Regions from separate parts of the Sus scrofa genome. Here all the other regions are linked to region 4. A link is a contact called in public targeted proximity ligation data. All regions are on one chromosome and are shown on one strand. The core of a region is the stretch at or near the end of the contact, and the rest is flanking DNA. Distances in the headings are between cores, read along the strand shown.

What was found.
Region 1: a contact with region 4 is called in a targeted proximity ligation map of alveolar macrophages. A contact is called at or near these places in 1 of 47 Hi-C or Micro-C datasets (embryonic fibroblasts) and 1 of 2 datasets of targeted methods (alveolar macrophages).
Region 2: a contact with region 4 is called in a targeted proximity ligation map of alveolar macrophages. A contact is called at or near these places in 2 of 2 datasets of targeted methods (alveolar macrophages and skeletal muscle).
Region 3: a contact with region 4 is called in a targeted proximity ligation map of skeletal muscle. A contact is called at or near these places in 2 of 47 Hi-C or Micro-C datasets (fetal heart ventricle and liver) and 2 of 2 datasets of targeted methods (alveolar macrophages and skeletal muscle).

What each region holds. Positions count from the first base shown.
Region 1 is chr4:111,983,869-111,990,412 of Sscrofa11.1, forward strand. All of the region lies in intron 2 of VAV3 (guanine nucleotide exchange factor VAV3), which reads left to right. Among named protein-coding and RNA genes, the nearest start is that of VAV3, 160 kb to the left of the region's middle.
Region 2 is chr4:111,647,196-111,653,639 of Sscrofa11.1, forward strand. The region is part of intron 1 of LOC106510205 (a long non-coding RNA gene); the gene reads left to right. Among named protein-coding and RNA genes, the nearest start is that of SLC25A24, 70 kb to the left of the region's middle.
Region 3 is chr4:111,716,801-111,722,856 of Sscrofa11.1, forward strand. It overlaps LOC106510205 (a long non-coding RNA gene), which reads left to right. Exons shown (of 7, transcript XR_002343539.1): 6 at 1,265-1,426; 7 at 3,659-6,056. Among named protein-coding and RNA genes, the nearest start is that of VAV3, 110 kb to the right of the region's middle.
Region 4 is chr4:111,849,367-111,855,275 of Sscrofa11.1, forward strand. All of the region lies in intron 1 of VAV3 (guanine nucleotide exchange factor VAV3), which reads left to right. Among named protein-coding and RNA genes, the nearest start is that of VAV3, 27 kb to the left of the region's middle.

The sequences.
Region 1 (6,544 bases), core at 3,768-6,267, 140 kb after region 4:
ACCACTGCCGACACAGCCACAACAGGTCCGAGCCACGTCCGCAACCCGCACCACAGCTCATGGCAATGCCAGATCCCCAACCCACTGAGCGAGGCCAGGGATCAAACCCCTCATCCTCATGGATTCTGGCCAGATCCGTTTCCGCTGTGCCACAGCAGAATTCCCAAGATCTTTTAATTCTACGTGAACTGTGTTATTCTGGTTCTTATTAGTGTTATCTTAATGAGCTGTCTAGGCATGGAACATTTGTTCCTTTTTACTAAAATTCACCTTAGCAGGGTCAAATGCAAGTTTTTTGAGGCTCTAAGAAATACTTTTGTTTAACAGTGTATATTTTATTTATTTCGATTAAACATTAATGACATCGAAGCAGAAAATGAATACTAAATAAGAATGTTTACCACTTACTGTCCTCATTTTTTAAAAACATGTTATAATTAGACAAGCTTAGCAACTATCGTAGCTATTAACAAACACTGGCCATCATATACTCAAATATATAACCTAATTTATTAGATACATTCCCAGCCGATGGAAAGCTTTCTTCTGTATCCTGTGATACCTTGAGGTGGATGTCACTTTTTTATTTTCTAAAATGCTTTGCAAAGACCAGATCTTACTTTACCAATGATGATGGTGGCAGCAGTGGCTTTAGGACACAGCAGCAAAAGTATGGGACTTTGTTCCATGGTCACCCAGCCAGGGAGAGGTGGAGCTAGGATTTGAACCCAGGAAATCTGAGGCTTAAGCTTGCACTCTTAGCCAGTCTAGGATATGACCCTCCCAAATAGAGGTTCTTTTTCTCTATAGAGCTTTACTTTTGAAGTTTCAAAATAGCGCAGATAGAATAATTCTTACATTTATGATCAGTTTCAAGGCCTGCACAAACTGCAGTTGGGACCCGCTTAAACCCATAGAGATACTCTACTCTTTTGAACAATGGAAAGTTTATTTCCCATAGTTCATCATCTTTTTGATACAGAAATCTTTTGTTCATCTTACCTGGTTGTAGTGCTTTGCTTTACCCATAGAAGAAGGGCTAGAGATGGTTTTCAACAGCATTCTACAGTATTGAAAGCAACAGCTAGGTATTTTAGGAAAGACCTAAACATGTTGCTAGAAATGACACTAAGCTGTAGTGTATCCTCATGGGGTAATTTACTGTGTGAGGTTAGAATTGCCAAGAAAATTAAGATAATGGGCTCTGTTGATTTCCTTGGAGAGTTAAGGTGAGATATATTGTTAGTCTGAAACATCCCATCTAGATGGGTTTGAAGTTAGACTTCATTGTCAGAGAATTGGGTACCTGAGTAATACACTCAGAGGAGTGGCCTGCCTCTGTTTACATCTGATCTAGTCCACAGGCCCATCCTGTCTGACTGACTCAGCCCAGCACACCAGGCTCACACTCCAAGGTATGTCCTGAGGCCTGACTTTCTCCTCCGTGGCCCTAGGGCACTCGCTCCAAGCCTGCAGGGACCACAGCAGACCATCCTGGCCCCAGATCCAGCTGCCAGCTGGTAACTGGCTGCCGTGGGGCTGCAATGCTGCAGACACCCCTGAACTGCTAAGCTTGTCTGGTGCTTGCGCTCAAGCCTGCAGCCACCCGATGGCCCAGGAACTCCTGTTGAATCTAGCTCCCTGTTCAGGAATCTTAATAGCCTTCCCACTGGGTCTGGGAGAGGGTTAAGAGATAAAACTTCAGACCAGAGAGCCCAAGGAGATCAACCCATAATTAATTAGAGCAGCTTGGCAGACCTGTGAGCTGGTCCCCACAGCTCCCTGTAGTTCTTCTCCATGGCCCTGGCTTCCTTCCCTGGGGACCATGGGGGGAGTTCCAACAAACTGCTTCTGCACGGATGACTTGTTTTTCTCCGATTACAGTGTCATCAGCACTAAGGTGCTAGATAAGCAGAGGGTGAGAATTAGCCAGAAGGTCTCAAGAAGAGAATGGTTAAAATGGGTAGCTTTATTAGTGTACATGGTTGCCATTCTGTTTTTGCAAACTGTTTTCATTGCTTTTTCTTTTTTTTTTCTTTTTCTTTTTAAATGGCTGCACCTGCTGCATGTGGAAGTTACAGGGCCAGGGATAGAATCCGAGCCTCAGCTGTGTTGCTGGATCTTTTAACCCACTGCACAGGGCGGGGGATCAAACCCGAGTCTTCTCAGCGACCCCAGGCACTGCAGTTGGATTCGTAACCTGTGGCGCCACAGTGGGAACTCCGTCATTTCATGGCTTCTAAACTAATGGAGATGGAAAAAATAAAGTACTCAAATGAAATAATCATCATTTGGGAAATTTTTAATGGTTGATAGGATGGAGGGGGTGCCCCTATGTATGTTGTCCCTAGATTTGAGGAGATAAGCAACTCTTGCTCATACTTAATATTTGATTTTCATAATGGGCTTCTTCTTTAATTATTCATTCATTCATTCCTCACTTGTAGCAGGCCAAGCTCTTTGTGTCTTTACACATATTATCCCTTATCCTTACAACAGTTTTGTAAGGTAAGTAGTAGTCATTCATTTGTTTGAGCAACCAGATATTTTTGTGTTAAGTGGTTGTTAGGAGCTTGGCTGTGAGCTCGGTGATGGAATAGACAAGCGAAGGAGCAATTTCCCTGCTCTAAGTTATTTTCCACTGTTAGCTGGTAAAGACAGATAAACATGTCATTAGAGTGCCTCATTGTGTTCTTAGATACCTTTCAGGGGTTATATGAATTTGTGCAGATTTTTTGAAGAGCAGTGGTTGTGCTGTTTCTTTTTTGGGGGGGGAAGCACTCGCAGCATATGGAGGTTCCCAGGCTAGGGGTCGAATCAGAGCTCTAGCCACTGGCCTACACCACAGCCACAGCAACGCAGGATCCAAGCTGTGTCTACAACTACACCACAGCTCACGACAATGCCAGATCGTTAACCCCCTGAGCGAGGCCAGGGATGGAACCTGCATCCTCATGGATACTAGTCAAGATTCATTCCCGCTGAGCCATGATGGGAACTCCAGTTTATGTGGGAACTTAAATTTTTTTTCCTTTGTCTTTTTAGAGCTGTACCCGTGGCATATGGAGGTTCTCAGGCTAGGGGTCAAATTGGAGCTGTAGCTGCTGGCCTGCACCACAACCACAGCAACACTGGATCCTTAACCCACTGAGCAAGGCCAGGGATCGAACCTGCGTCCTCGCAGATGCTAGTCAGATTCGCTGTCGCTGAGCCATGACGGGAACTCCTGGTTGTACTGTTTGCCCTAGCTATCCCATGTAGGAATCCTGCCTGTAGAAATACCTGCACACAATTGAAAAGATGTTTGGTAAGGATGGTGATTACAACAGTATTGCAGCAGATATAGAAAAAGCTCACTCTCAGGGGATGGTTACATTGTTATGTTATCCACAGACACTGACATAACATTAAAATAAAAAGGAGATCTGTATGTGTTGACACAATATTTGTGATATATTGTTAACTGACAAAACTATGTTGACAAAAAGTCTGTATAACAGAGACACATTACCTAAAATAATAATTGTAAAGGAAAAGGAAAAAAAAATTTCTGCAAGAGTCATAACCAGATTCTTAGCTCCTGTATAGGCAGATGGGGAGACAGGTGTGGACAGACGACTTTTATGTGTTACTATATTGTTTCAGTTGACAAAACATGGGGCTTTTCCAAATGTTTTAGACAGCAAATACATTTCTAAAAATAGGTGATAGATGCTAGGGCAGAGTTATGTCCAGAGTCCTGTGGGGACACAAAGAACCCAGACTGGAGGTGGGAGAAGGTGAGAGAAGGCTCTGGATGGGGACCAGCCTGGCCAAGTTCGTGATGTACATGGTCAGGCACATGCATGGAACAGAGAACCAGAGCTTCCTGCTCTCAGCCTTCTGGAGCTTTCCAGGTGGCGGCAGTGGAGTTGGCCCTTCATGATGTTAATAGCTCAGGTCATCCTGAGCTCTTTCTCCTCCCTCAGCCTCCCCGGTGCATCAGCTACTGAGAAATACTTCGCATCTGTCCACCTCTTCTCTAGCTCTGCTGCTGCTTGGTTCAGACCTCTCATTTCTTCCCTGGATAATGGAGAAACCTCTCCTAGTGGCTCTCCTGGCCCCTGTCTGTATGCCACCTCCTCCTACCCTAGTCTCTCCTGCACTTTGCTGAGATCTTCTAAAAAGGCAGGTTTGACCCCGCTGTCTTTCTTCAACTTGCCCCTTGATCCTTCACAGATTCTGGGATCTCACGCTCATAAAGCAGCCTGCCTGCCCACGCCACCCCCCTTCCTCCCACGACAACTCTTAGGCATTGTTATCTGGAATTTTTTTCTTACAGATGCCACTCTTCTTATCAAACAAAGGATGGATGATGATGTAGAGAAGGAAAAATCCCTGCTGGGGATTTAGTAGTTGATTGTCAGCCTGTTACTTTGCAAATAATCTAACTCGCTGCTCCTCTTTCTGAGAGTAAATGTCCGTATTCCATATTATTTGAGGTGAAATTTTCGAAATTAAGGCATTTCAAGGCAAATAGTCTTTTCTTCTTCTTCCTTTTTTTTTTTTTTTTTTTTTTTTTTTACTGCCCTTGGGGATGTTTCCTTTTATAAATATTCCTGATGGATGTTTCTAACAGTAGATTGGTCTCCACACAGAGGACTTAAGAATCTGGCATTAATTTGTGTACTTGTCTATTTCAAATCCGGATGCACTTTACCTTAATACAATACACACTGTTCTAAAAATGCTGCATTGACCAAACAGCCTTTATTTGCTTTGGCTAAACTTGGAGTTAATGGATGGACTTGATGTACCATAAGATAGAAATAACCCTGAGCGATAGACCTGAGAGATTCACTTTAGGACATACTACATACTATCCTCCCGTCTCTTCCACGATTTATATTTTTATGGTATTTTTCTATGATAGAGTAGTAATCAGTAATCCCTTTGAGTCAATAAGAGGCGATGGTTTCAGCTTGTTTATTTTCAGAAATGTTTGTACGGTACACGCATTGCAGAAGCGAATATACTGTCGTCTGGCTCCCTCTGGTGGACAGTTATATGAAAAAATCAAACTACATAAGAGTCTTGTGGGGAGGGCACAGCTTGTGAATAGTTCTGGTGTTTTAGTATTTGTGTTAAAGTAAATGAGAGCAACAGCACATGTGTAGCCATGCTAATACTGCTGCTATTTATCTTTTTATAAATAGTGACACTGCTGGGACCACAGTGAAAAAAAAAAAAATTAGAGGCTGACTCCACCCTGTAACTTTAAAACAGTGCCAAGTCAGGACAAGGCTCATACTAAAATTCAACAATGCGGTTAATTCATGAGCCCAAATATTACTCCACGGATTATTCTGGAGTCTTCCAGTAGCTGGACTCTTCACTCAATAATGCATATTTTCAGAAATTTAGCAAATGATTATTTTTATCCTGAATCAGTTTTTTTTTGTCTTTTTGCCATTTCTTGGGCTGCTCCCGCAGCATATGGAGATTCCCAGGCTAGGGGTCGAATCGGAGCTGTAGCCACCGGCCTACGCCAGAGCCACAGCAACGCAGGATCCCAGCCGCGTCTGCAACCTACACCACAGCTCACGGCAACGCTGGATCGTTAACCCACTAAGCAAGGGCAGGGATCGAACCCGCAACCTCATGGTTCCTAGTCGGATTCGTTAACCACTGCGCCACAAAGGGAACTCCTGAATCAGTTTATTTTGATAAATTTAGTATTTGTTCATACATCATCTCCTGAATTTACACACTCACTAAAGATGTGCTGTCTTTATTATGGAAATGAATTGATATCAGGTGTTATCTTGGTGGTGGTTTCTCGCTCTTCAACCAGGAAGAAGTTGCATGAAGGCTTCCAATTAAATTTCTTTTGTATATAATCATTGTATTTTATATGTTAATAAAAGTTTACATTTATTATGTCCATCAACAGAGGAATGGATAAAGAAGTGAAAAAATGATACAAATGAACTTATTTACAAAGCAGAAACATACTCACAGACTTTGAAAACAAATTTATGCTTTCCAACGGGGAAGGGTGGAGGGGAGAGGGAAGTACTGGGGGGGCTGGGACTGACACATGCACACTTTTGTGTATGGGATGGGTGATCCACAGGAACCTGCTGTGTAGCACAGAGAAATCTAGAGAGTGTTCTGTGACGACCTCTATGGGAACGGATGTGTGTGTATGTGTGGCTGAATCACCTTGCTGTGCAGCATAAATTAGCCCAACATGGTAAATCAACTCTACTGCGATGGGATTCTTTTTTAAAGTTCACATCTATTGAGTTAAGCATTTGTTGATGGGCGTTATCGCATTTACTTTTCCCAGTAACTCCGAGAGGCAGGTGAGTGGTTGTTACCATCCATAAGGCCGGTAAGGGGTGGCCTCGCTCAGCCAGGTGTCCTTACCTCAGAGCTCGGAGTCTGTCACCCCAGTGATAAGCTGCCTCCTCCAGTAGGTGATAAATAAGCATATGTGTGGGTAATCACCGAGTGAGACCCCTGCACAGCCCCTGCACAGCCCCGGAACCTTGGCGGTTCC
Region 2 (6,444 bases), core at 1,711-4,210, 200 kb before region 4:
ATAATTTTATTAATGGTTGAGATGAAAGCACTATAAACAAAGGGCAGTGTTCTCCAGCCTCCTACCGGGAGGAGAGCAGGACAGAGAACCCATAGGATTTGATGACAGATTAGATAGAGGGTTAAAAGAAATGGAGTCAAGGATGACTCAGTCTTTGACCCAAGAAAGATAGAATACAGCCAAAGGATAAAGTTGTCTTTTATTGAGATGGAAAGACCATGTAAATACCAAAAAAGGTGGGGCTTTGGGATGGGAAAGAGACCAATTGGGTTTGGAGCATATGAAATTCGAGATGCCTATGAGCCATCCAAGGTGAAAATTCAAGAGGGCATTTCTGGAATTCAGGGGCGAGGTAGACACAGGTGTTTGGGAGTCAGCAGCATCCCGGTGGTATTTAAAGCCCGGAGAGCAGATAATTGTGGGGGAAGTGTATACAGACAAGGAGGAGAAGGCAAGGCATGAAGCGTGAAGCCTGAAGCGGGCGCCCCCCTCCAGGGAGGAAACAGTGGAGGTGATGAGAAGGCACAGCGGTGAGAAGGAGGGAAGCGTGAAGCCTGGGCTGCGTGGGCAGCCCGGAGGTGAGGACTGAGAAGGCATGGGGAGCTCTCAGCCCAGGGTGGTCTCCTGGGCAAGGAGAGTGTTGTGCAGTTTCTCAAGACCAGGCAGGTTCAACCTGGATTCGGGCAACGGAAAGAAGAGCCAATGCCCTGCGGGTAGGTGTGACATCCCTTTTATTGGCCTCATGAGCAGCGGTGGTGGAGGGGGCGGCGCGAAAAGGGCCGCCTGCCATTTACACTAGTACAGAACAGGGCCGGCGATTTGCCCAGATGTTACCCAAGGGTGGTCGTTATCCTCTTCCACTGCGCGCGCACATGGATGGCTGTCACTATGTAATAGGTGCTGCATCCTTCCTCACGGGAACAGCCTAGGCAGAAAGCGCCTGAGTGACTCCCTTGGCCCCAGAGAGGAAGGGAAAGTCTGCCCCCATACATCATTTTCTCCAGCAGGGTTTACTTCCCCGACGTAAGCACCGCGGCAGCACATAGTTTGATTCACCAGCTAGGGTTTCACTGGGCAGGTGCTGCGAAAGCCCAGGGAAAGGAAATTGGGAATGCTGGACAGGGGATGGTTGGGGTCAGGGCCGTGGCTCGGAAGCAGAGTAAGGGGCAAGGAGGAAACAGGTGCAGAGGGAAGTGTGTGCGTCGGTGGACCAGAGACCCTAATGCATTTGAAAACAAAGTGGTTGATACAAAATGCTTGATACATAACACTGCGAGGAGAGAGGGTGCATCAGACAGAGACTTTGAGAAACCGTTTGGGGAGCTGACGATTTCCCATGACCCAGCTACCTGAAGTCTTTAATGTGTGAGAGCCAGCGACCAGGAAATTTGGGAAAAAATGTTGAGGGCAAGAGGGCTAAGTGGTCAGAGGGCAGCACCTTCCGTGGGATGCAGTTGAGCCAAAATGCATGGAGGGAGGGGGGGGCCAGAAGTTGAAGTGGAAAGGGAGGGGCACACATATGCCACCTCCCACCCTGTGGAGGGCAAGGGGCACCCTCATGGGGGGGGGAGGTGGGGCGAGGGTGGGGCTGGGGGTGGAGCGGGGAGCTCTATGAAGCTAAGGTGGGCTGGCAGCTGAGGAGGGGGAGAGTTTTAAAAGTGTGGAGACAGAACTGTGAACAGAGGAGACACCTGTCAGTCTCCTTCCTCTGCTATGTGTGTTGGGCAGACGGGGGGGGAAGGTGCTCCTTGAAGCTTATGCTGGCAAGCGTGGCCAGAGGCAGGGCACTGCTTTCTGGCTGTGATGAGGGAGGGATGGCTGGTCCAGACACAACCTGATTCACATTGCTAGGAAAACAGGGGGTCAAGGTACAAACCCCAAAAATGCGAGTGTGGGGGAACCTGGCAACCGGATGGGAGAAATAATGGGATGGACGAGTGTGGGGGGTGGGGGTGGCAGGAGCATCCTGGAGGCAGAGCAATGACCTGCTTTTTTGTGTAGTGACTTTTTAATTCAATCCCAGTGACGTCGAGGGTGGGTGGGTGTGGTTCATTTACAAGGGCAGGAAAAGGATGAGCGGAAGGCTTGGTTTTCAAAGAGGGATGTGTAGCCATTGCAACACAATGACAATAGTAGAAAGAACGAAAGGAAATTACACACTGTACACTACAGAGGCTGTGCCTTTTCAATCAAGAAGAGCCAATTAAGCTGTGCTGTTGTGTAACATCTCATTCATTTGTCATTGAATTACCTCTGGCTGTATGTACTGTTTCCGCGAGGTTAATTTTTATTCCATTATGAAGGAATAAATCAAATCCAGTGAAAGGAAATCTGTCCTCACTGCTATCTACAGGAGGAGGGGCTTGAACCAAAAGTCCTTTTGTGGTTTCGTATTTTTGGTTTCAATTTAATAAAGAAGAGGAGCCTGAGGGATGAGCAAAGAGGCCAGGTTTTGCCTTTTCCCCTTGAAGCCCATAAATAGAATGAAAAGAAGTAGTGAGATGAGACAACGGTGAAGAACCAGAGCACATGAAATGTTGATGGGAAGCACAAGCACCGAGGAGTTGTGGCACCACCGAAAATACAGTGATTAATTCAACACGGTTTTTTTTTTTGATGTTTACATTCAGAACTGTCTCCCCGGGACTTTGCTGGGCATTAGGCATGTGTGAAAATAAATAATATGTAGTTTTTGTTCTCAGAGTCATTGAGAAGGCTGACATGAAACAAGTTTCAATTTAAAGTGATACGTGTCGCAGTGACTTTGTTCGGTGTACAGTGGTAACGACGAAGGCGGTGTTGACAAGGCGCCGTTGGGAAGGTGATGTTTTTGCCTGGGCTTTGAAGGATGAAGAGAATTTAACCACCCTAAGAAGATACGTCAGGGTGGCCTGGAGAGAGGGGACAGCACACGTGAAGGCAAAGAGTCACGAGAGGCTGTGTGTGTTTGGGGAAATGGTATGTTCTGGGTGTGACCGGGGTGTTCCTTGGGGAGAATGGCTAGACACATGGATTAAACCCGAGCTCTGTGCCATGCTAAGGACTCGGGTGGAAAAAGAAACCCATGGGAGGAGTTTCAGAAGGGAGGGACAGGACCTGCCAGAACTTTCCAGAAGAAGGATGGGTTGGAGGGGTGTGACTTGGAGGCAGGTGCACACTGAAGGGAGAGAGATTGCACACTCACCTTTCATCGCTGGGGCCCCAGGGTGTGGTACACGGTTTGGCATATGGTTGGTTCTCAACAGGTGTTGAATACATGCAGGAAGGAAAGACAGGATTACCGAGCTGCGTGGTGCAGGCAGGAGACGGGGAGGAGCACGTGTGGGGATGGCTGTGCCTCTCTTCTGCCCCCGGCCCATCCACACCTCCACGCCTCACAGCCCTGCTGACTCAGAGAAGCAGCGTGCCCGCTAGGGAGACGGAAGAGGAGGGAGCCCTGGAGAGCTGGCATCCTGGAGCCTGGGATGAGAGGGTTTTAAAAAGGAAGGACTGGCCAATGCCATCACAGGCAGCAGAGACAGATCTGCAGGTGTTGCCAGGTCTGAGACCCTGAGCGACTGCAGGGAGGAGAGTTCCCTGGCGTGGCAGCCACAGGCTTCCAGGGCAGTGGGCTGAGGGGTGTGCGGGCGGAAGGAAGAAGAGGGTGTGTGGGTGGACCTTCGCTCAGAAAGTTGTGCTCTGAAGGGAGGGGCCAGCGAGTTTGAGGCAGAGGCAGGATCAAAGGGAAGCTGTTTTATTTTTTTGGTTTTTTGGTTTTTTTGTTTTTTTTTTTTTTTAAGGATGGTAAGTTTCTAAACTTTAGAAAAAGCAGCCGAGAGCAGAGATTAAAGCCAGTGGGTGGAGACAGAAGAAGGGACATGGGTTTGGCTAATAGGGGTAATTAAAATTTTTTAGTTTTAAAATTGAAACCTGCATTTAAACAAATGAATAGAGTTGCCTATTACGGCTCAGCTGGTTAAGGACCCAACAGTCTTCATGAGGATGCTGGTTTGATCCCCGGCCTTGCTTAGTGGGTGAAGGATCCGGCATTGCTGTGGCTGTGGTGTAGGCCAGCAGCTTCAACTCCAATTTGACCCCTAGCCCAGGAACTCCATGTGCCACAGGTATGGCCTTAAACAAACAAACAAAAAAAAAATAGAAAAATAAATATAAAAGAATGCATAGAGGTCAGTAAGGGAAATAGGATGGAGCGGAGGAAAGAAGGCTGGGTGGACGAGAGAAAACCAGGGCTCCCGTCCTCGCTTTGCTTCTGTGTGAGCTTTGCCAAGCTCTGGCTCTGCTCTGAGCCTTTGATCCACCTTTAAAACAGGTGACCCTCTGTCCAATGATCTCTTTCAGCCATAAAACTCTATGATTCAAAGTGGTATAAGTTTGCTAATATATACCTGTAAAAATAAGGCTTTTCCCAAGATTCAGTTTGCCTCAAGGACAACTTAGATATTTTGTTTTTGGAATTTTTGCTTTATATTATCTTTAAGAATAAATAAGATAGCGTGTGAGAAGGAACTTTGGAGACCTAAGAAGAATCACAGCTAAATTTCTATTCATTAATAATCATGCTAATATTCTTGACCCAGAGACCGCTCACATGTTTCTCTCCTTTTTTTTTTTTTTTTTGTATATATTACCCCAGAGTATGAAATCTTAGCAGAAGGGGAACTAAAATTAAATTAGGTCCTTATCTAAAGATTTAGATGCCCTGGTACGAACCTCTCAAGAATAATAAACTAGTAATTTCCCTGTGGATGGTGAAATTAGGGTTTGGATAATTATTTCCTCATGATTTAATTGAAAATATTAGCGATTAAGTACACAGATACCAGGAACTCTAGTCCAGGATAACACATGTCCATTTTTCATCTTCCGTCTCTGCATCACCGGCAGCCTGTGAGGTTTAAATGAAAACAGAAATGCTCGTGAAAGATGGCAGAGTGGTGGACCATTCTGGGGCATATTTAAGCCTTGGTCACAGGTGTGAGAGGGTGGGGGGTGCCCCCTCCAGGGCTCTGTGAGAGCAGAGGCCCGCAGTTGCCTTGTCCAGAGTCTCACCATGGGATCTGGCAATGACTCCCAGACATTCGGACCCTCAGACCTGGCAACACAGGAATTGGCTGGCTTGTCGTGACCTCAAACTTCGAATCAGTCAAACATCAAATAGACACACTGCCCTGCTCTCTCCTCCACCTCCTCAGCTCTGTAGTGAGAGTGCCACCAGTCTTGCAGGCTGGCGACCCATGGCCATCCTCAGCTCTTCCTTGTCCCTCTCCCCCCGTGTCTAATGCATCCATTACGTGGGATTTTTGTCACCTACATGGCTTCTCTTCTGGGGCCCTTTTGCTCTAATTTCAGCAAGCGCTCCCTCTCGTTCCTCCTGCTTCCCAGATTCCTCCCTTCATATCTACTCCACACGCAGCCGGATCTTAAAGACGGTGTGCAAGCCCTTCCCGGGGGGACCTCATGTCTCTGGTGAGTCCTACCTCCCACCCCTCCTGCTACTTTCATGTCTAGATTCCAGCAAACAGGGGTGGTTCCCTGCGTCATCTCTTGGCACACGCCTTCTGCTCACCTGTACTGCCCTTGTCCTGACCTTTTCTGCCTCTGAAACATCTATTCGTGTTTATCATCCCCTTCTCTTTGAACACCCTCCAACCAACGATAGAAGTCTCCAACAGTTTCTCCAGCCAACTACAGAAGGCACGGCCAATTGCATTGTCCATCTCTTCTTGTTGGGTAGATTGGAGGTGCTACCTTGTCTTTCCAGGTTAATTTCATCAGTCTCCACAATCAGACTCTGAGCCTCTAACGGACAGGAAACCAGGTCTTAGTCATCTTGGTGACTTAGTGTCTAGCACATAATAGGGGCTTAATACATGCACAGTAACTGGAACTAAATTCTGTTTCTTTCTTTGCCAGCTATACATGCCTTTCACTTTTATTGTCACAAGTGTTTCTATTAAAATAGAGAGCTCTTTCTTTTCACATGTATGCTACTAATAATAATGGCGTCTGTTTACTGAAAGCTTTGCAAATGACAGGCACCATTCTAAGAATTTTATAGACTTTATCTCCTTTATTCCTCACAACAGCCAGGTGAGGGAATTATTGTCCATATTTTGTGCAGGAAGTAACTTAGCCTCAGAATGGAAACAACTTGACCAAGCTCTAGCAACAGACTTTAGAACCTGCCTGCAGACATGAGTCTCCTAAGAGCAAGGGGTGTGTTCTCGGTTATCTTACGCTTGCCTCTGACCAACTGTCGTTAGCATTTATTGAATAGCCTTTAGCAACATAATCTTGGCCAGTTATTTTATTTTATATTATTTTTTGTCTTTTTAGGGCTGCACTTGTGGCATATGGAGGTTCTCAGGCTAGGGGTCTAATTGGAGCTGTAGCCACCAGCCACAGCCACAGCTACACGGGATCCGAGCTGTGTCTGTGACCTAC
Region 3 (6,056 bases), core at 2,606-5,105, 130 kb before region 4:
TAAGTAGCAGAAGACCCAACTTAAAGTGACTTAACCAGTAATTTAATTTTCTCACATAGTATTAGAATTGGTTAATTGGGCTCCAGGTCCTCTTTTTCATACCTCTTGGCTTTTCCCTCATGGGCACAAAATGGCTGCAGCAGCAACAAGCATCGTGTCATCACATGAAAATGTCCAAAGGCAGAAAGGATAGTTCCTTTCCATAAGCCTCTTTTTATTAGGAAGGAACCATTTCTCTGGGGTCTCCAGCAGATTTCCTCCTATAGGCTAGTTCTGTGTTACATCCCTGAGCCTGTGGCTGCTCAGGGATGTAAGCAGCATTTGCCATGCTGTCAGCAAAGGAGAGGGTGGTGGGAGTGCACCGAGGAGGCAGTCATTGTCTGCCTCATCTTTTCTGGCCAACCGACTTGACAAAGATCTGATTGGAAAGGAAGATACGGGTGGTATTTTGTTCACCTGTGTATATGTAGGGAGTGCTCCCTCTTCATGATTATAATCCATTACCCTTGATTTCCAAGGGCCTTTGGAAGGGATAACGACTGGTAAAGGTGAAGTTGAGCCTGTGGATTGTGTGGTGTAAGAGCAAGGGGCTGAGGCCCATGCAGAGAGAGCAGATGGGGGAGGACCAGGTGGAGGCTGGGAGTGAGGCTGAGGCTAACGGGAGGATAAGGGCTGCAGGCTGGGCAGGTAGTGGTAGGTGGGACTTCTGGCCCAAGATGCTCTGATATATGGTGTGCTGGACCCTTGGTGAGCATCAGGGCAATTTGTGATACATTCCGGTGATAGCTTGCAGCTCCAGTGACATTTTAGATATCTGTAGGATGTTGCATCTCAGAGAATTAACCAGAAGGTATGTAATTCTCTTTATTCTCGGACTTACTGCCTAGGGGTGGATGGTCCAGGTACCAATAACAAGCTCCTGACTTCTGAAGTTGGATTTGCTCTCTTGGGATTAAGGATCAGTAGAATGGATGCCATTTTAGTTTATAAACCTCTTTTGGTAGCCCTGTAGCATGCAACTAATTTGTTCATGTAATTTGCTCAAGTTTAGTCAAGTTTTGGAGTCTATGTCCTTATATGGGTTAATAGGTAAGTGCTTTAATGAGAGCCCAAGCATTTAGGAATGAAGGGTTGGAAGAATTCAATGAGATGTGCAGGCAAGGCTGCCTAGCATATTTCCTGGCATACAATGGGCACTCAATAAATATTGCCTTCCTTCCCTCGTCTGGCTTCCTTCCTAATTACTATTTCCCCCAATTCTCAGTAAAACCATCTCACCATCATTTTCGGAGCATTTCCCAGCCTTACCCCAACAACAGGAAGAGTAGAACCAGTATTCCAAAATAAAGTCACGAGAGATGGAAAGAAGGGAATGATTTTTTATCATGCACTGAACGTCTGCAATACATACGCTAGGGATTCTAAGGTAAGTTAAGACATATATTCCGATATGAAGGCGCTCACAGTCCAGGAAGGAGACAGAAATAATGTGAGGTGCAGATGCGCCCTTAGAAGGGGCACTTAACTTACACTGGAGGGGATGTCGAGGGGGAGACTGGGGAGTCTTCCCTGGGAAAAAGGCGCCTAGTGGTGGGCTTACCCCTCATACTTCTGCTGGGCCATAGCTCTTAGGACTTTGCTCACCCAAGAGAGAAATTGAAGGGAGTTCCCTCTGTAGGTGCAATAGGTTAAGAATCTGAGAAAGTTCCTATTGTGGCTCAGTGGTAACAAGCCAAACTAGTATCCATGAGGATGCAGATTTGATCCCTGGCCTCACTCAGTGGTTAAGGATCTGGTTTTGCCATGAGCTGTGGTGTAGTTTGCAGATGTGGCTTGGATCTAGCATTGCTGTAGCTGTGGCATAAGCATGGCTGTGGCATAAGCCAGCAGCTGTAGCTCCGATTTGACCCCTAGCCAGGGAACGTCCATATGCACAGATGCAGCCCTAATGAGAAAAAAAAAAAAAAAAAAGACTCCAATCTCAGCAGCAGCTTGGGTTGGTGCAGAGGTGCGGGTCTGATCCCCAGCCTGAGGCAGTGGATAAAGTATCCAGCATGGCTGCAGCTATAGCATATGTCACTGCTGTGGCTTGGATTCAGTCCCTGGCCCAGGAATTTCCATATGCCATGGATGCAGCCATGAGAGAGAGAGAGATTGAAGTAGAAGATAACGATTTTGGGGAGTTCCCTTTGGGGCTCAGAGGTTAATGAACCTGCCTAGGATCGATGAGGATGTGGTTCAGTGGGTTAAGGATCCAATGTTGCTGTGAGCTGTGGTGTAGGTCACAGATGAGGCTCGGATCCCGCCTTGCTGTGGCTATGGTGTAGGCTAGCAGCTACAGCTCTGATTCGATGCTAGCCTGGGAACTTCCAAATGCCTCAGGTGCAGCCCTAAAAAGCAAAAAAGCAAAAAAAGAGAAGATAATGATTTTTCCATAAGCTGGAGAGAGCCGAAGAGCAGCCATCACTCATGTACTTGTAGGGCTTGGGGCTATAACATGTGTGTCAGGAGCCTTCTGGGCACACACTGAATTCTGGTGCTTATTTTAGGAAAATGTATGAAATGTCCACATGCCTAAGTCACAACCCTTGGGTTGTGCCTCAGTGGACCCGGAGTGGGATCTGCTGAATCTGGCTCTGGGGTGGAGCCAGGGGAGGCAAACAGCCAAAATAGGACGAGAAGAGTTTGGGGGAGAAGAAGCACTACCTGCTACTTCCTTTCTCTTGTGCAACCTAAATTAATCTTCGAATTTTCATGAGGGAGAGACTAAGTAACTGTTTTGTAGAGGAGGAGACTAAACGTAGTGGAGGTAAATGAACTGCCTGAAGTCACCCAGCTGGTGTCTGGCAAGACCAGCCTGGAAGTCAGCTCTCCTCAGCCCAAGTGTCATGGTGCAGCAATTAACTTAAAGCATTGCATTGTGTCATCTCTTCCAAAAAGGCATAGGCATGCATGCAAGTGTGTGCATGTGGATGCACAATAATATATTGCAAATAGGAAATGACGAGCATGGATTGCAAGAGTAACAAATACAAAATGAACTTCTGCTTGGACATCTGATTTTTCTCTGAATACCCTGGTGTCCAGAGCAAAATGAGAAACCATCTAACTAGAAGTTCTTACTGTTGCAAACAAGGAAACATTCCAGAGGAAATATATCCTCTGTAGAGGAGGATTCCTGTGCTCTGAGGTTTTTCTGATGGTGAAGGAAGAAGATTAGTTCCCTACAAAAGTTACAGATTTGGGGGGTTTATTTCTAACAATGCTCAGTGGGATCTTGCAAGGAAAGTTGGAACCGTACAATGAACAATGTTATCCACTGGGATTTGCTAACAAATACATAAGTGCTATTACTTGACTTGGGCTTTTTTTGTTGTTGTTAAATGCACCCAAATACAATAGCCCCAATGCAGTCATTTGATGCAGTCGGAGATAGAACACTTAAGAATTTCCTTCAATTCTTCTTCAAGTGTTTACTGAGCCCTTGATAGACGCCAAGATTACCTTAATAATTACTATGTGAGCTTTATTAGGAAAATTGGTAATTTAAGGGGTCAATTATATAGCTCTATATCTTAGAAAAGCAGAAAAAAATCTTGCCAGCATCTAGCTCCGTGGTATCCTCTGTTATCCTGTTTGGTCGGTCATATCTTCCCAGTTTCGTTTAGGTTGACTGATAACGGGCCTAGAGAGGGAGAAGATCCAGAATGCTTGGAGAAGGATTAGCCCTACAGATTCAACTTCGGAATTCCCAGGATATACACAGAGCTCACTGGAACATCTGACTAGTGCAGAGGTGAAAATTAAGGGCATCACGCTGATGTCAGGCGACGGGAGGCAGGTGAAGGACAGCCGGACGGGAAGGGCTGCAGAGACTTGGGCGAGCGAGCCTCCCTCAGCAGGTCAGCGACAGACCTGCTCGCCAAAGGTCTGTTTGGAACCACAAGCCCAATTAATTTCCTGCTTCTCATCCCTGGCAGACCTGGCCACCGCCCAAAACGCGAGCCCTCTGGACAGACACGCTTCCTTGCTTGTCCTCATTCCCATGCTGTTTTGTGCATTTTTCGCCCCTGATCCATCCTCCCACTGTGGTGCCTTCTGCCAGCCCTGCCAGCCTGCACTCTGCCAGCCCCGTCCAGCGGTACACGCCCCGCCCCCTCTCACACTTGTTTGTCACGGAATGTTCCCTCCCGCTTCCTCACCTTAACTGAAGCCCAGCTCTGGCCCAAGGACAGGGGTTTCCCAGAGAGCAGGTTCTTTCTCCCCCAAAGACCAAAGAGTTGCTGGGGAGACCCCCCCCCCGCCGCCCGCTTTGCTTTGAGGCTCTTGCAGCCTGGCTTCCCCCCCTCCTCCTGAACTGCTCAGGTGCCTATCAAACTCTTGAAATGTTCTATAAGTGTAAGGGTTTCTCAGTCTGGGTAAAAAAGAATACACAATGTTTCAATATTTTCACATGGATTACATATTGCAATGGGATAGCACTTGGGGTATATTGGGTACAACGAATTATCAGCATTAATTTCACCACTTTTTGTTTCTTCAGTGTGGCTACTGGAAAATTCTAAAGGCCACAGATGTCTCCTATTTGTTGTATCTCCTACTTCTCTATTCCTATTGACTAGCACTGCTCTGTGACCATCAAGACCTGTGTGGATCTCAGACTCTGGGCTCTAAATCTTCTTTCAGCTCCGATACAGGCTCAGGCTGCTTTTTAATTAAAAATACTTAAACTGCTTTTTTTTACATATTACAAAGTAAAACATTTCCATTATAAAATATTAGAAAATGCACATTATAAAACATGAACAAAAAAGAACAGAAGCCCATACATATGTATAAAAGGACATACTACTTTTTGGTAATTTTTTTACACTTTCCAGATGTGTTATAAACATCTCCCCGTGTCCTTACATATTCTTCTATGAGAATTTTAAAAAAATGGTTGCCTAGTATTTTCTTGTAAGGGTATACCATAAATTATTTTGCCAGTGTTTGTTGATTGAGCAGTATTTTTGAACTTTTCTATTGTAAATGTAGCAGAATGACTGCTAAGAGGGAACTTAAAGTGGTTTGGGGAGAGTCACCCTTTTTTCTAGCTTCAAAGGAGCAAGTCAGTCACAGAGGAGCCCACCCGCTTATTTCTCATCACGCATTGTCACATAATTTTTAGACATAGAGTATTCTGGGACAACCCAGAAGCGAGTGCTATAAACCAAAGGAAACTGTTTCAGACTCAGGGTAAGTACTTCTAAATTGGATAACTACTATCTCCTTTGGAGATGGACTTTCAGGGGGTGAGAGTCTGGGTCTTTTCGTAGTGAGGTCAGCCCCTCTGCGCCCCCCGTGGATCACTGCTGGGAGCCCAGCCCCCCTCCATGGGCTTGAAGTCCTGGTGGCTGAGGAGGGAGACAGGTCTCAGCTCAGGGAGCCAGATGAGGGAGAGAGCAGATGTCCAGCCAACAGATGTCCAGCAGGGATTGTGGAGCATGTGGACTGTCCTTAGAGAACCCCAGGGACACTTGGGGGCCACTCCAAAGCAGGCACTGTGGTCCTGCTGCTACCCAGAGAGAGACAGTCACCACTGACTCTCTGGACTAAAAATGGCTGAGATTTCAGCAGTGCTCGTCTGCTCCCATCAGAGGCTGAAGTCAAGTCACTCGGGGAAACTCTCAAAGCTAAAGCTATTCCTAAGCCGAAAGGGTGTCAATGATTTAACTATACACGTATCCATGAAGACACATAATGTAACCACAATTAAATCAGAATTTCCAGAGTCCGTATTTCCAATTCCAGAACTGTGTAAGAAGGGGTGTGCCTGGTTGTCTTCAGTGGAGACTTTCTAGGGTTCACAGTGTTTACTGCTGAAGTTCCAAGGCAGGTGAAAGCAGGAGTCAGACTGCCTGGGTTTGAATCCAGATCCACTGCTGGTGACTGTGGACATGTTACTTAATCTCTCTTAACTTCTTCCTGTGTTCATCGTTGCCTTGTCGCGTTTGTACTCGTGGGGCCCCCACCTGGAACGCTCTCCATCTCCACGTGGCTGACTCCACATCATC
Region 4 (5,909 bases), core at 270-2,769:
GGTGTAAAAACAGTAAAGGGAGCCCAGAGTATCCACGCCTCCTCCCCCACCGCTGTTTGTTTTTATTCTTTTCTTTTCTTTTCTTTTCCTTTCTTTTCTTTTCTTTTCCTTTCCTTTCTTTTCTTTTCTTTTCTTTTCTTCTTTCTCTTTCTTCTCTTCTCTTTTCTTTCTTTTTTTAAGAGGGAGACGATTAACATGGTAATCAGCTTATTTTATTTTGACTGCTTAGTGATAAAATACGCAAGTTCACTTGCAGGATGACTGAGAGCATCCTGAAGGAACATCACTTTACTCGGGGGACAAAACGTCTTTTTCATTGTTGTGTGTTGTTGGATAAGTACGTCTTAAGTGCGCGGTACATTGTGGGCCTTCGAGGTGATCAAAGCTACCTGTCTACTTGGAGACATGAAGGCATTTGTGTTATGGGTTCAGGGCTATGAGGTCATAGCACACAGGTGCTCTGGGCTTATCCAGAAAGGGAGCATGAAGGAAAAGGACAGCCAGTTTATTGTGGCCATGCCTGTGGCAAGAGGAAGTCCCCAGGCCAGGGGACTGAACCTGCACCACAGCAGCAACCAGAGCCCCACCAGTGACAATGCCACATCCTTTTTTTGTTTGTTTTGTTTTGTCTTTTTGGGGCCACACCCATGGCATATGCAAGTTCCCAGTCTAAGGGTTGAATCAGAGCTGCCACTGCTGGCCACAGCCACCGCTATAGCAACACCAGATCCGAGCCGCCTCTGTTACTCACACCACAGCTCGTGGCAACGCCGGATCCTTGACCCACTGATCATGACCAGGGGATTGAACCCAAGTCTTCATGGATACTAGTTAGGCTCATTGCTGCTGAGCCACGGTGTGAACTCCACACCGCTACGTCCTTAACCTGCTAGGCCACCAGGAAATGCCTTGGTTTCTTTCTTTTGACATGATGCCTTCTGGCTACTGGCCTAAGAGCTTGACCACCTTAACCTTATTTATTTGTGACAATATATTCTGAATTCTAAGGACTAGAATTTTTAATGGACTACGTTGAAAAGTTTTAGTTAAATGGAAGCTTGCCTATAACATACAGGTGTTAATATAATACCTGTGTTGTATTCATCACTGGGATTACAATCCTCAACCCGGGTCTCTTAGCATTGGAAGATGCTGGATTGGCTTCTGAAAACTTTATGGTGATCTTTAAGAGGTTTTTGGCTATAATGCTTGTAAGTAGGATAATTATATATTTTCTTTTAGCATTGTGTTAACATGGCATTTGGGAGGTAAGCAGTTTGTAGGTTTTTCATTTCACATTTGACATGCATATTTTGAATGCATTTTGCTTAACTCAGATGGGAGAGATTGCCGGCAGTGTTCGTTTAAGAATGACATGGTCCTTGTTCTTGAGAACTGTCGAGTCCAGCAGGAAGGAAATGACATTTTAGTGTCTGACAAGCAGAAATGGAAGTGGGAAGAAAAACTCGTGCCGATGTGTACAGCTGCTGCAGTCACTCAGCAGCACACTCGCTGGAGCCTTCCTGAGTCAGCAAGAACGGAACTGGTCAGTCATGAGCTGGTTTCATCCGTGCCTCTATAAGGAGTCACCCCAGCACAGTGGGGGTGTTTTTGTTTTTTGTAGGTAATCAGGTGTATTTCATGGTATCTATTTTTCAGATCTCCAGACACTGTGAACTGATGGGTCACATGTATATTATTTATTAAAACAGAATTATAGTGTGAATGATGGAGATATTTTTCGGGAAGGAGGAGGGGTGCAGAGACTCTGTGTCACCCTTGCTGGACGTCCTTTCTGTAGGGTGTGGTAGCCTGAGGAGTCACTGTGGTACTCCCATGTCACACAGTGTCCACAAGTCTGATTGGCAGCATTCAGAAGGCAGTGTCAGGGATGCACCCGGGGTCCCTTCCCTTTAACCCTTGACAGTGGGTGACGTCACAAGGTCAGCTGGGAGAGGAGCGGACTGGATGCAGGTGTCTCGTTTCTGTGGTAAGGAGAGCGGTATAAGCCCCAGGGTTCTAATCTGGAGAGGATGTGCTGGGCAGCCTGCTCTCAAGATGTCCTCATTCTCCCAATAATTTCTTTGGCATCCTCGGCAGCTCTTGGCTTTCTTTCACCCAACATTCTTCTTCAACTTGAAATTCAGGCTTGGTGCAGTGAGCCCCAGACAGGCTGTGGCTGCTCCAGGAGGTGAGCTGTGACTCATCTGTGACTCACTCGGCCAGTTTTGGTTTTCTTACAGTCAATTAAGCAAATGAATGAAACAGCCAAAAGCGCAAGTTGCAAAGTAACGCTAATGAATGGAGGATAGCAGTTTGCATAGAGTGTCACTATTTCTCCAGATTGTCCTATTTTAAAAACTTCTCTAAGGAAAATTGTTAACAACACTGGAATCCACATCTCTTGGGAGTTCCCTTGTGGTGCAGCAGGTTAAGTATCTGGCGTTGTCACTGCTGTGTGGCACAGGTTCGATCCCTGGCCCAGGGACTAATTGCACGTGCTGTGGGCATGGCCAAAAAAAAAAAAAAAAAAAAAAAAGGACTCTAGATATCTTGTTTATAGTCTAAAAATCAGATTTGGAATCTGATTGATTTACCTTTTGGTTCTAATCTAATCCTATTCTAATTCGAACCCCATGTATAACTAACTCATACACTAAGTACAGAATTTTTCTTTGGCCAGATATAGTTTCCTCAAATTTAAGTCCTAGGGCTTTTCCAGTCTTATTCATAAGTGTAAACTGCATTAAGGCATTAGCTGATTATTTAGATTCTTTTCCAATTTATTTTCCAAGTATTTTAAAAAAATTATGAGTATACATTCAGGATATTTTATTTAGCAGTTCCCCTTAAACAATCTTCTACTCTAGGAACTTTAATTATGTCCTTCACGTCATTTCCCCCCACCACATCATCAAAGTACAGTAAAGTTATTAAAAGGACATAAATGTGCCTTCAGCTCTCACATAACTAAAAAAACCCCAAACTCTCCTTCATCTGTCAACTCGCTTCAGATTTGGCAACAACAGAGTTCAGATAGTTTCTTCTTTTTGATGTCTCTTCCTCCGATGTTGCTGTAGTTCAGAGACTTATTTATTTTTTTCATGTGGTCTTCCTGCTTCTCTACCCTCTGGCTACAGTGACTTTTCTTTAAAACATTTATGTGTTTTTTGATACTGCTTGATGGAAACATTTCCATATCCTCAGGGTAACATCCCAAATCGTTGAACTTGACAAAGCCCTGCCCACACGACTGGCTTCATCACTCACTTCCCTCCCCTCCACCTGCCCCTCCCACCAGACCTTGGCCTGAATAGGCCCTGTTAGCCCTTCAGCTCCTTGTCACTGTGTGTGCCACTCATAGGAAAGGAACATTGTCCCCTGCAGATCTGCTGGCTGACTCCATGTGCCTTCATCACTCATGCGGGTGCTGGCCTTGGCGGATGCCATACTGTTTGTTTTTTTTTTTTGTCTTTTTGCTATTTCTTGGGCCGCTCCCGCGGCATATGGAGATTCCCAGGCTAGGGGCCCAGTCGGAGCTATAGCCACCGGCCTACGCCAGAGCCACAGCAACGAGGGATCCGAGCCGCGTCTGCAACCTACACCACAGCTCACAGCAACGCCGGATCCTTAACCCACTGAGCAAGGGCCCGGACCGAACCCGCAACCTCATGGTTCCTAGTCGAATTTGTTAACCACTGAGCCACGACGGGAACTCCCCATGCCGTTTTGAATGCCTCTTCTCTCTGTTTCCCTCCAATACCTTCTTTGTCACAGCACTTACATATCTTACTGTCCCCTGTCTGTCCACAGCCGGACGGTGAACTTCTTCAGGGCACAGACGAATCCCTTCCTTCCTTCTTCCCTTCCTTCTTTCCTCCCTCCCTTCCTTCCTTCCTCAATTCGAGCCCTGAGCTGTAGCTGTGGCAATGCTGGATCCTTAACCTGCTGTGCTGCAGCGGGAACTCCTGGGCACAGATGGTTTTTTACTCATTTCTCTAACTGCAGTGAGTGAGATGGAATGTTTGTCCTCGTTCTTATGATGAGGAAGGTATTCCTAACTTCTCTGCCTGAGGACCAACTTATTTTGTCAGACCCCCGCTTCTCTTGTTCCTTAGCCCCAGGATATGTTACTGCCCCCAAATGACTGTGCTCTCTGCACAGTGGATGCTGCTGCTGCTCTTTACTCCTGTAGAATTGGGCTTCCCCCCTTGCTAAACCTCATCACTTTGCATGTTGCTGCTTGACAGGTAAGCACTTTGTTTTTCTGGGGTTTTTAATCTTAGAAGGAACTCAGTGCTTGACTTGAATGGAATCAGATCACATTTGATATAAATGCTTTAAAATGCATGAATGTGGTGTAGGCTGGTGGCTACAGCTCCGATTCCACCCCTAGCCTGGGAACCTCCATATGCTTCCAGTGTGGCCCTAAAAAGACAAAATAAAAGTAAAAATAAGTAAAAAAAAAAAAATAACATGAATGAATGGATTACCAGCACCTGCTTTGGTGTGGGGAGCTGTAGGAAGCTTGAATTGTGCAGGTGTTATGGCCCAGGGAGAAAACCTCAGAGATTTATCTTGAAAGTTGTCTCCTTCCAACATTCTCATTGACAAATGAGCTGATTCACATATTTGCCAACTGTAACCTGGCTCCATCAATTAGCTAAATCTATGAGAGGTGAGTATATTGTAAGGAGGAAAGGGATTGGAGGAAATTTAGAAGCTGTTATCACTTATGTGATGTGCTCTTAGACAGAAGGGTCCTGGAACATTTTCACCCACCTGTGATCTATTCAAAGGTATAGATTTCTTTGTAGTTTTTAAAAGGAGTTTCTTGCAGTGTTTCTCCTGTCATATGCCTTGGTGCAAAGCTATGTTCTGTTTATCACCTGGCTTTGTCTTAATGACAACCCAGTGGTTTATAAAATTCCCCAAAGAGCATGTATTCTGAAATTTCCTGAATGTAATATTTGGAAATTCTAAATACAGCGTGTAATTTAAGTGGTTGGGTTTTCCATCACAGTTTGGGGGATGCAGAAATTTCTTTGATGTGTAGGATGGCTGTAGTTTTTAACAGAGCTTCCTGTTTTTGACTTTTGGGCCAGAACTGTAATATTCTTCAGCCATTCCTCCTGGGGACTCCTCTTTGCCTGAAATAATTAGAAATTCTTAAGTAATTATTACTATGACTCAGTAGTAATGGCTCAGAAAAATAATTCCACATATGTAAGATATAGCATCTGTTTAGTTCTGCTTACGATTTTATAGGGAAAGAAAGAAAGAATGGCAAACTATTCTGCTCTGTTCTCAGGAGCAGATCAACATGTTCCAGGATTTTTTTTCCTATCACTTCAAAGAATTTATGATTGTAGGCTAAGTAGGAGTATATCTGTTTCTGTCCCAGGGAGGACACGTAGGAAAGTCTGGAGTTTTGCAGTGTTTGTACGTAGCCCTTTCACAGAACAACTTCAGAGAGTTTCTTCTTCCTACTTTAAAAGAGTACCATTATTTTAAAAATGAAATAAACCATAGCGTTCTTAATGTCCCAAGAGAACATCTAAGTCCCCCTTTGAAATTTCCTTGAGTAAATCCACATTTCTTGAATTGGAATTAGGAAATAGAGCCTTCTGAGTGTGGGCATGATGATAATGTCAAAACCCCTTTTGTGCTTACTGTTCACAGGCAGCCCTGAGGCCAGCAGTGGTGCTGTGATATTTTAATCCCATCACTGTTGTGAGCCAGGCTTCTGCTAAGGGCCAAAGAAGAAAATGCCACGTAGGCACTCCTCTTACTGAAGACTGCAGGACCATTGCTTTATGTATTGATCTGATGCCCTGTTTTTCCCCCCACATTTTTCAAGTAATCAAGAGATTCAAGTTTTATGTATCAAATAAAATGTAAAGTGTTTG